Regions from separate parts of the Mus musculus genome. Here all the other regions are linked to region 1. A link is a contact called in public ChIA-PET data. All regions are on one chromosome and are shown on one strand. Each heading gives the region's core, a stretch centred on a gene start, on an enhancer-like site or on the middle of the called end of the contact. The rest is flanking DNA. Distances are from core to core; before and after follow the strand shown. Region 1 has its middle 12 kb from the start of Slc18a2. Region 2 overlaps Fam204a (family with sequence similarity 204, member A). Region 3 has its middle 38 kb from the start of E330013P04Rik.

What was found. ChIA-PET counts read pairs in DNA pulled down with a chosen protein or histone mark.
Region 2: a contact with region 1 is called in an RNA polymerase II ChIA-PET map of memory CD8 T cells, with 6 read pairs. The contact joins two enhancer-like sites. A contact is called at or near these places in 6 of 39 promoter capture datasets (the SN4741 cell line, cranial neural crest, hippocampal neurons and 2 more), 2 of 115 datasets of contacts at active chromatin or transcription factors (the NIH/3T3 cell line and memory CD8 T cells) and 1 of 9 other capture datasets (adipose tissue).
Region 3: a contact with region 1 is called in an RNA polymerase II ChIA-PET map of memory CD8 T cells, with 8 read pairs. The contact joins two enhancer-like sites. A contact is called at or near these places in 1 of 484 Hi-C or Micro-C datasets (muscle stem cells) and 2 of 115 datasets of contacts at active chromatin or transcription factors (large pre-B cells and memory CD8 T cells).

Annotation. Positions count from the first base shown.
Region 1 is chr19:59,247,335-59,250,479 of GRCm38.p6, forward strand. No RefSeq gene overlaps it. Among named protein-coding and RNA genes, the nearest start is that of Slc18a2, 12 kb to the right of the region's middle. Within about 2 kb of position 1,502, at least 62 of the 459 cell types and tissues checked have an H3K27ac peak or open chromatin away from gene starts, as enhancers often do. A contact at or near this core is called in memory CD8 T cells, where this site is marked.
Region 2 is chr19:60,210,746-60,213,890 of GRCm38.p6, forward strand. It overlaps Fam204a (family with sequence similarity 204, member A), which reads right to left. Exons shown (of 8, transcript NM_001358273.1): 6 at 1,928-2,017. Among named protein-coding and RNA genes, the nearest start is that of Fam204a, 14 kb to the right of the region's middle. Within about 2 kb of position 1,631, at least 8 of the 459 cell types and tissues checked have an H3K27ac peak or open chromatin away from gene starts, as enhancers often do. A contact at or near this core is called in memory CD8 T cells, where this site is marked.
Region 3 is chr19:60,181,512-60,184,656 of GRCm38.p6, forward strand. No RefSeq gene overlaps it. Among named protein-coding and RNA genes, the nearest start is that of E330013P04Rik, 38 kb to the left of the region's middle. Within about 2 kb of position 1,585, at least 60 of the 459 cell types and tissues checked have an H3K27ac peak or open chromatin away from gene starts, as enhancers often do. A contact at or near this core is called in memory CD8 T cells, where this site is marked.

The sequences.
Region 1 (3,145 bases), core at 252-2,751:
CTCCGTGTCTCAGGGTTTCACCAGCTTGCCCAAGCTGAATCTGTGTGTGTCTGCTCTGTGGGCACCACAGCCTGCAATCTCAGGAGAGGCTCAGCAAGTAGGCCCCGTTTCCTCTGCCTTCAGGGAACAAGGCTGGTCTGGTGGAGGTTGGCGAAGATAGGAAAAGTGTGTCCAGATGCCCTATGGTAAGCCGTGCCAGCTGCCGCCTGCTTTAGTGCAACAGACCCAGGCAGGACTGTGATGTTGTTGAGTTTTGCAGTTGAGCTGGACTCTAGAGTCAGGAATAGGATTTGTAAGGGGGGAGGGGAGGAAGAAAATCACAAGAATGAGGATTGTTCCTGGGTGTCAGGGGTCCAGTCTAATAGAGCCCAGATTATGTATCAGGATTGGGTGCACACAGGTAATATCAAAATCCAGCTAGACGAATTTACATGGGATATCAGGAAGCCGTACCGGGCTCTCAAACTGGAGTCCACTGTAGGAAATGTACAGGGTTCCTGCATCTCCAATGGGTTAGAGACAGCAGCTGTGTTTAGGCTGGTGGTACAGGAAGAGGTGACCTAGATGGAGGAAAAGGAGGAGCCATACAGTATGGCAGACACTGGGGTGGCTGCTGTTACCCTTTCTTTGACAAGGAAACTATGAACAGGAGATGGCATCCAGGACCTTGCCTCAGGCAGTGCTCCTGTGACCAAGGGCAGGAAGACATCCTGGGAAGGCAGTCAGCTCATCCCTGACCCAGAGTCAGGAAGCATGAGGTGGGCAGGGCAAGGCTGCCGGCACCTGCGACCAGCAGAAAGAGGGTTGGTAGGCTGCTCCACTGTGCAGGATCGTAATAAACACAACTGGCAATTCTGGGAGCCTCAGCTGCTGATGGGGGTTCTTGTCCACAGCAGCAGGGTAGGAGATGTTTTCTAAGACCAAACAAAGCCAAGTGAGGGTGGAAAGCAGGAGATGGAGTAGATTTGGCAGCCTCTGAGAGAGGAGGGGCCAGTGGGGCCAGCAATCCAGTGAGTCAGCCTCAAATGGCAAATGCCCTGCCTAAGCGAATAGAGAACTTGAGTCATGAGTGACATTTAGAATTCTTACTCTGTCCCTGGTACCCTATGGCCCTGGGAACAGAGCTGTGAACAGGACAAGGGAGATCAGGACCCCACTGAGCGGGGTGAAGGGTGGGGAACCTGAACATTACGTTGGCTTAGTAGTTTTTGGATGTGTCAACACAGCTTAGGACACATGCAGAGAGGGCAGGGAACATTTCACAGGGAATAAATACATGTCCACCATTTTCTTTCGACCTATCTGTGTCTTAATCTAGGGCAGAAGTGATAAGGGTGGGTTCGTTTGGCAAGGAGGAAATAAGACTGACACCACCGGAAGCCACAATGGCGTGAAAAAAGGTCCAGGAGTGGAGAAAAGCACAGGGTGCAGAAATAGATGCCCAGGAGTGAGAACACCGTAAGCAGAGAACAAGAGCCTGCAAGCCTAAGGCGTAGGTGGGGAGTGGGGCGTGGGGTGAGGTGGAGGGTAGGGGGTGGATGCAGGAAGTGACAGAGGCTGGCAGGCCGGAGTTCCTCATGCTAGGATTCTGGGGTTTGTACAGACACCTGAAGCTTTGTGAGAACCCAAGGAGCTTATCAGAGTTGAGCAGGGACAGGTGACAGATTAAGATGGGCAGTGGACAGGCCTGGAGTTCTAACACTGTCCCAAGTGAAGCCATTGAGAGGGTTTAGGCAGTGATGTCACCACCAGAGGTCGTGCTGTTCTTTGACTGGGTAAGCATGGGTGGTTGACACAGGGAGGACTGTGGCAGCTTCTGGAGAGCAGAGGAGAGAGCAAACAGCCCAAGGGATGTTGTGTGGCCCCTCACAGATCTCAATTCCAGCAAATATCCTCAGACAGGTTAGCGATGCTATAAAAGTCACCGAACCTGGAGACCTGGGTTTGCAGATAATGCTGCACGAAGCGGGTGGATTCAGTGATTGGATTATTAAGTTACAGCATCTGTGACTTAATTTCATTGGCCGTCAGCGAGGCATCTGTCAAGCAAATTGACATTTGCTTTGCCAGTCTCTCTTAAAGTCAGAACAATTGATTTGGTTACATTTTATACACAAGATTTGCTTTCCCTGGGTAAAGGCCTCAGAAAAGCAAAAGGACATGAATACACTCTTTAACGTTTTAAGTCTCCTTATTTGTACTAAACAGCTGTTACAGAGTTGGTATCATAAAACAAAGCAAGAAACAACAAAATATCCTCTTATTAAATGGAACAGAACCTGGCTGAGACCGGCTGGTACCTTGGAAGAAAAGTGAAGTTGGCTATTGTCAGAAGTAAATAAACTCTTCTAAGCTAAGGAAGTTGATGCTATTGTTTCTTTTGACATCTGTGGATCTTTTGTTCGGATATTCTATGGTTGTTGAGAACCAATTCCTAGAAGGGGTTCTATGAGCTCCACACATGCTTCATACATGCAAGATAAATAAAATATAAAGAAATTATTAAAAGAATGTCTCCTGGAGTCAGCATACCATTGACATACTTTTAAAAGTAGTTTCTATTGTTAAGTTATATGGCGACTGAGTTACATAAGATATTTTCACACAAGTATTTAATGTGTTTTGAACAGTTTTTTCCCCACAATATATATTTCCTTTCCATTCCTTTCCTCTCATTAGTGGAGGAGGAATCCCTTTGTCTTCCTAGACAGTTTGACCTCTACCTGGGCCCAGGTGGCTTCTATACTCAGGGAGATGCTATCTGTAACCATAACTGCATGGTGGAAGGCTGGGGAAAGCCTACAATCCTTAGAGCATCTAGCATAACCAAATTGTACAGCCAGGGAGTTTGATGTGCTGGTCAGAAAGCACTTGCCACACAAGAGTGAACACTTGAATTTGGATCTTTAGAACCCATGTAACCAGCAGCATACAATGGCTAATACCTGTAAACTCAGCATGCAACAGCAAGAGACAGCTGGATCCTGGAGGCTCATGAACCAGCTAGGCTGGCCTCTGGTCAAAACTCCAGGCTTGTAAGGGACTTTGTCCCAAATGAGAGTAGAAGGTCCCTGATGACTGGTTGACACTTTAGGTTGTTTTCTTGTCTCCTCAAATGTGCTATCTACACATTTCCCCATACCTA
Region 2 (3,145 bases), core at 381-2,880, 960 kb after region 1:
AACACAAGTTTGTTGAGTGAAAGCAAAGATTAGCATATAAAGATAAGAATAAATAAATAAAGCACAGATTGACATGTAGGGATCTTACACTGAAGAAGCCACAGATAATAGCTATCAGGGAGTCCTGCTGAACTAGTAGCACAATTTAACACATCTTCAAGTTCATTTTATTAAATGAACTTTTATTTTTCCCTTCCAAAATACTGATGAAATACTACTGAATCAAACAAGAGCCATACCCACTGATTCAAAATACAGCATTTTTAAAAATAAAATATATCAACTGTCAAACTAAGGGTAAGGAGCATTAGAAGATGGGAAGAGTAAAATATAAGGAAAAAGCAAATACAAAGAATATTTCATCGAAGTTCAATTACAAGGTAACTGTGTCAAAGCTTTGATGGCCATGCTGAGTCACAGCATCCTCACAAGTTAAAAACATACCAAATGCTTCACATGCATTTTTCTTTCTTAAATAATGCAGCAACTTTGTTTCTGGATATAAAGGACATTCAAACAGGGGTTCAAACAGATGCTAGTATATTCATATTTATAGTTGCATGCTCACTATAGTTAAACAGTGGCATTGTCTACCAGCAACTAAATGCACAAACAATGGCACAATACCCGAAATGTGACACAGTGGCAACCAGTCTTGAAATGGACAAACATTCCAACATACACTACAACACAATGATCTCTAAAGATGTTATGCTAAAGAAATATTCCAGACACAAAAGCATACAAATATGACTTACATGAGGCACCTACAGAACCTGACTGCACAAGCAAATGGCCTGCTGTCAAAGAAGGGTGGAGAGCAGCCTGCAGATGAAGAACTCTAGAGACAAGTAGTGGGAGAATCTGCACAGAGTTGTATGTTCAATGCTACTCAGTTACTCAGTTACACACAATTACACTCAGCTACATAGATATATACAGAAATATTGTGACTAATTATTCTTTAAGTGGACAAATTTGAAATCCTTACATCTTTCAGATGATTTTGGAGTCATCCTTCAGTCTTTCCTTTCAATTTGTCTAATCCATACATAAAAATCAGTAAGATTTTAAGGGTTGCAGCTAATAATCGGCAAAAATTCATACACACACATACACACACACACAAAATCACAATGGCCATAAATGGTGGATTTTTAGACAACGGATGATTGGTAAAGGCAATAGTATTCCATAGAATAATATGAAAGAGAACTTTCTCATTTCAGGTTGGAAAACAGAAAAAAACAAACAAAACAAAACAAAAAGTCTGTGAGTTACAACACTAAGAAATAACCAGCAATATGGATAGATGAGTTATGATGATTTTTATGCGACTAAACACCAAGGAGTGTTATGTGCTAAGGAGATAGGAAATCAAGTACTAAGAATGAAAACTAGGATAGATTTTTAATTTTTTTGTCTATAAAAAGAAAAAAAACCTATAAATCAGGAAAATGCACTAAGTCTGAGTGACAGGTCTATAGGACCCCCACCTCCAAGGACATGAGTCAGAATCACATTAAATTATATTTAATTTTACACTACTACAGACTATGTGAGAATTAGCTGAAACCCCATAAGACTGAGCAGTATGTACAGAATCTACAGTAAGAGACTGTAAAAGGACTAAGAAAAGGCTGTGGGGTGTGACTGCAGAACACATAGCTGCCCCCACTGAGGATAAACTGAGCTAGACACCACATACCTGAAAAACAACACCAACCTCAAAAACAAATAAAGCAAAAAATCTGCCATAGGCCAGGTAACTAAGGGCAAATATCAACTATGCATAATTTTCATCCTAAATTTTAGACCAGAATAAATTTAAAGCATTAAAGTCAACATAAAACCTAGATTTCAAAATAAAGAGTAGAATGGGAGAAAAGTATGAGGGCAACAGATAGCTGGACTGAGTCTGACTTACCTCTCGAGTAGCCAGCTGGTTGCTGAGCTCCTCCGCCTTCTCAACATCCCACTCCTCCACAGCCTGGTCAATCCTCTTCTCAAGGCCTGACTACAAAAAAACAAAACAAAACAAAACTCAAATCATGAACAGGAAAGAAGATCAACCACTTGCTAACCAAGGCTGTCACAGGACTATAGCAAATGCCACTTCCTTTCAGGCCCTTCAATAACCCTACACAGGTTTGCATCAATTCCCATTTATGGATGTTTCTGAAACATCATAAATTCAGTGGCTACTCAAGGTCCCCAAATTTCTCAAGCTAACAGTAAAAAGGAGATGCAAATTCAGACTGGGGGGTGGAGGGAGGTGGAACCAGAGATTGCTATTCCCTAGTAACAATAATGTTAATGACAGCAACTGATCAACATTATGGAGTGTTCACCAAATGATAGAACCTGGGCTTATTCTACAAAAGCTGTCACTTGCATCCTCACAGCTCCATGAAATGTTAGCTTGTTTGCAAGAGGTGGAAATAGCCATAAATTACTCGACTTGGCTGACATCAGTCTGTAAGGTGTAAAGCCACCCACATCCAGGTTTGCAGTCTGAATTCTCAACCACAGCCCATTCCTGCAGCTCAACACTTCACTCCATAGCCTTTCACCATCTTCAGTTAGGTCTGCTATGCTGACTACTATACAGTGAAGAAAGCAACAAATAATTACTTTATTCTCCTATGGAAATATTTTATTTTACTAAAAAAACTTCAAGAAATCAAAATTTTTAATGTCACAGAATTACCAAACTAGTTAGGGCTCATAACACACTTATCAAAAGACACTTAGATATAAACAAGGTCTAGCTGTGAATAGTTACTCTAATGCCTGGTTTCTACTCTTGTACAATCTCTAGAAACTTCCTTGTCTTGTATGTCTGCAGAATTCTTCTCAGGCTGGTGCAAATACTATGGCAGACTCTTTCATTCTCTGGAAGCTCTGATGGTGTACTTGTACCTGTGCCACTCCAAGTGAGGTCTGTGCACCAGCTCTCACAAACTTTATTTGGGTTCATGCAAAGCTAAGCTAAGGATCTTGTACCAGAATGCAGATCAACTACCTGGCTAACAGGTTTATCTAGATATCTCTTTCTCAGCTTCATCTATAACAGTGCTAATACTTCCTAATCTCTGGCCACATGTGCCATCTTACTAATGTTACTAGCACCTCTGACATACTT
Region 3 (3,145 bases), core at 335-2,834, 930 kb after region 1:
AAGGGGATTTGTGACAACTAGCTGCTGGAGGTAGATGGTTGAGGAAGAGACAAGAGGCCCTGATGCAAGAGAACCGAAGCTGGGAAGACTTCCATAGGTCGCTGCATGGGGCTAGCCGTGGAGGTAGCGGGGTTGGTGGGGGAGAGAGTAGCCCGGTATAGTACAGGAATATGCCATTCTTTTTAATATTTCCTGTAACATCTCATTACTTGGAAGGCCTACGTAATCTGATCCAGGCTGCAATAGTTAATAATGAGTGCCAGCTTGTTTTATCTGGAATCAACTAAGACACATTCCTCTGGATGGGTCTGTGAGGTCATTTCAAAGAGGGGTTGAGAGAGGAGGATCCTCTCCTAGAATGGATGACACCTTCTAGGCAGTACAGATATAAAAAAGTCTGAGGAAAAAGCCGGACTTTCTGGCATGCCTACCTTCATTTCTTGCTGAGTGCATGCCTGTCCTGTTGTTGCTGCCATTGCTGCTGCCAATGTTAGCTGATGTGAGAGCCTAGCTTTTGCTGTTCCAATGTGGATGGAAGGCTCTCCAGGAATCCTTCAGGCCTTCAGCAACAGACTGGGGACTACAGAGAATCCAGCCTTGAGTTTCTCAGCCTTTCCAGTGTACAGACAGCTATTGTTAGGTTACCTAACTGTGGCAGTTTGAATAGGTATGACCCCCATAGACTCATATGTTTGAATGTTTGGCCCATAGAGATTGGTACTAGGAGGTATAGCCTTGTTGGGAGTAGGTGTGATCTTGCTGGAAGAACTGTGTCACTGTGGAGGCAGGTTTTGAGGTCTCATATATGCTCAAGCCACGCCCAGTGGGACAGTCTCTCCTTACTGCCTGCTGATGAAGATATAGAACTTTCAGTTCCTTTTCCAGCACCATGTCTGCCTACATGCTGTCATGCTCCCTCCTGTGATGATAATGGACTAAACCTCTGAAACTGTAAGCTATCCCCAGTTAAAAGGTTTCCCTTGTAAAGAGTTTCTGTGGTCATGGTACCTCTTCACAGCAATGAAACCCTAAGACAACACTCCTTATCTAATAAACTCTTTTTCGTACCCTAACCCTAACCTATTCATTCTATCAGTTCTTTTCTTCTAGGACCCTCAAAACATCAGGGGATATGACTGGGTACTCTCTACATATTCCCACAAGTAACCCCAAGAGGTCAAGAACTTTGTGGTTAGTGGACAGAGCCATTCTTAGAGGCTCACATAGACAGCAAGAGACAAGCTACCAATACTCTATACTCCAGATACTCAGGGAATGCTATGGAGGATAAGAACAACCAGCTAACACTTAATGCTGATTTTCCAAGATACTAAGACCCACTGCAATGCTGTGATCCAAACATGATTATGAGCCCAGGAGGCCTCCGTGAAGGCAGCCTTTTCCCTCAAAGGCACAAGTCAGATCTGATTAGCTTCCAGGTGGCTACCCACTCTTGAAAGACCTTTCCTTGCTTCTTGACCAGAAATTTCCTTTTGAAGAGCTCATGCCTCAGAGCTGGGAAGAAGAGCTCTGTGGATGTACAGAGAGCTTAGCTGAAAAGGAAATGCTGTTAGCCACACTTGAGTGAAAAGAGCAACAGCCACTCCCATCTGTTCCTTGTGGTGAGTCTAGTCTCAAGAGACACAAAACTGAGGTGAAAGCAGGTGGGAAAACCTGGCCTGGAGTAGAAAGAGAACAGATACGCTTTATTGAACTAATTCTTGAAAATGTATCAAAATCCTAATAAACCCACTGGAAAAAATATCAGTCCATGATCAAAATAGGAGCATCCTTAATGGAATTATTTTTCCCACAAGCAGAGTTAGGGGTCCACCATTAGGCCATACTCTGGCAATTATATGTTTAAAGTTAGGCTTTAGGCTGAAGGGAGATGGATCAGCCAGTATTTGCAAGTATGAAGATCTGAGTTTGATCTTCAAAACACAGATTCTGCTCCAACAGCCCTGACTCCCGTAAGTTGCCCTCTGACCCCTACACATGTGCTGTGGCCCACAAATACCCACAGACTCACACCCATATCCACACACAATAAATGAATGAATAACAAACAATGAGATCCCAAGGGGGGAAAGGCAAAGACAGGCAGATTCCTCCAGCAAGATTAGCCTAATTGAGAAGTTCCAGACAATAGAGAGATCCAGTAAAACAAAACAAAACAAAAAGAAAAACCCCAAAACAAAACAAAAAAACAAGGTAGTATAAGTAATACAGCAGGTATTATTGTGTTAGCAGGTATGTTATATGTAGAATCCACACATACATGCCTGCCCACACACTGCTCACACACACACAATGACATTAGTCCACATCAACAGTATGCTGAGATGCTGCCTCTGCATTAACACCACATTTAGGAAATCTGACTCCCAAGCTTAGTCTTTGACATAGCTTCAACTTGCACTGTTTTGACCTGACTTGACCCCAAGTGCAACGATAGGTCTATACCATGTGGAGCCTGAGCACCCCTGTCCACAGTCCTTGTCTAAAGGATTGACTCTTGTCTGACTGAGGCTGCTTCTCCAAGTAAGAAATCAGCAGGCCTCTTACCCCTCTGATCAGCTGCCCAGTATGGCATCTCATCTGCTCCAGAGCACAAACTCAAGCCATTGCTTGAAAAATCTACCTAATGAAGGATTGAAGACTTGGGACTACCAAGAAGATAGTATAATGAATGCATTGTAAAAAGATCCCTCCCTCCCTTCTGGCTTCTGGGGGCTGCCTCCCTCTCCTACACACTTCATTTTTTAGCTTCAAAACAAGAGCCTTTCATTTTCAAAACCACAGGAAAAGAATGCATTCAATGTTTCCTTAAGTTCAGGGAGCTTGATTTGCCTCAACAGTTCATATATCTAACATGGACTATTATCATATATTGAATGATAGTATCCAATAGTCATAGGCTAGGAGATTCTATATTTTAAGCTGCCTTGGCAATAAAATCAGATCTGTGATAGAAAAAAAAAAAGAGAAATGGCAACATGCCTACCTAACAGCCTGTCAATGCAACACTGGTTCTGCCACCAACAGGGTCTATACATGGGAATCAGTTATTTACAAATCTAAGCCTTACTAAAAGGTGACCTGAAAATGTGCCAAGAACTGAAAAGGTGTGAACTTTGGGCTG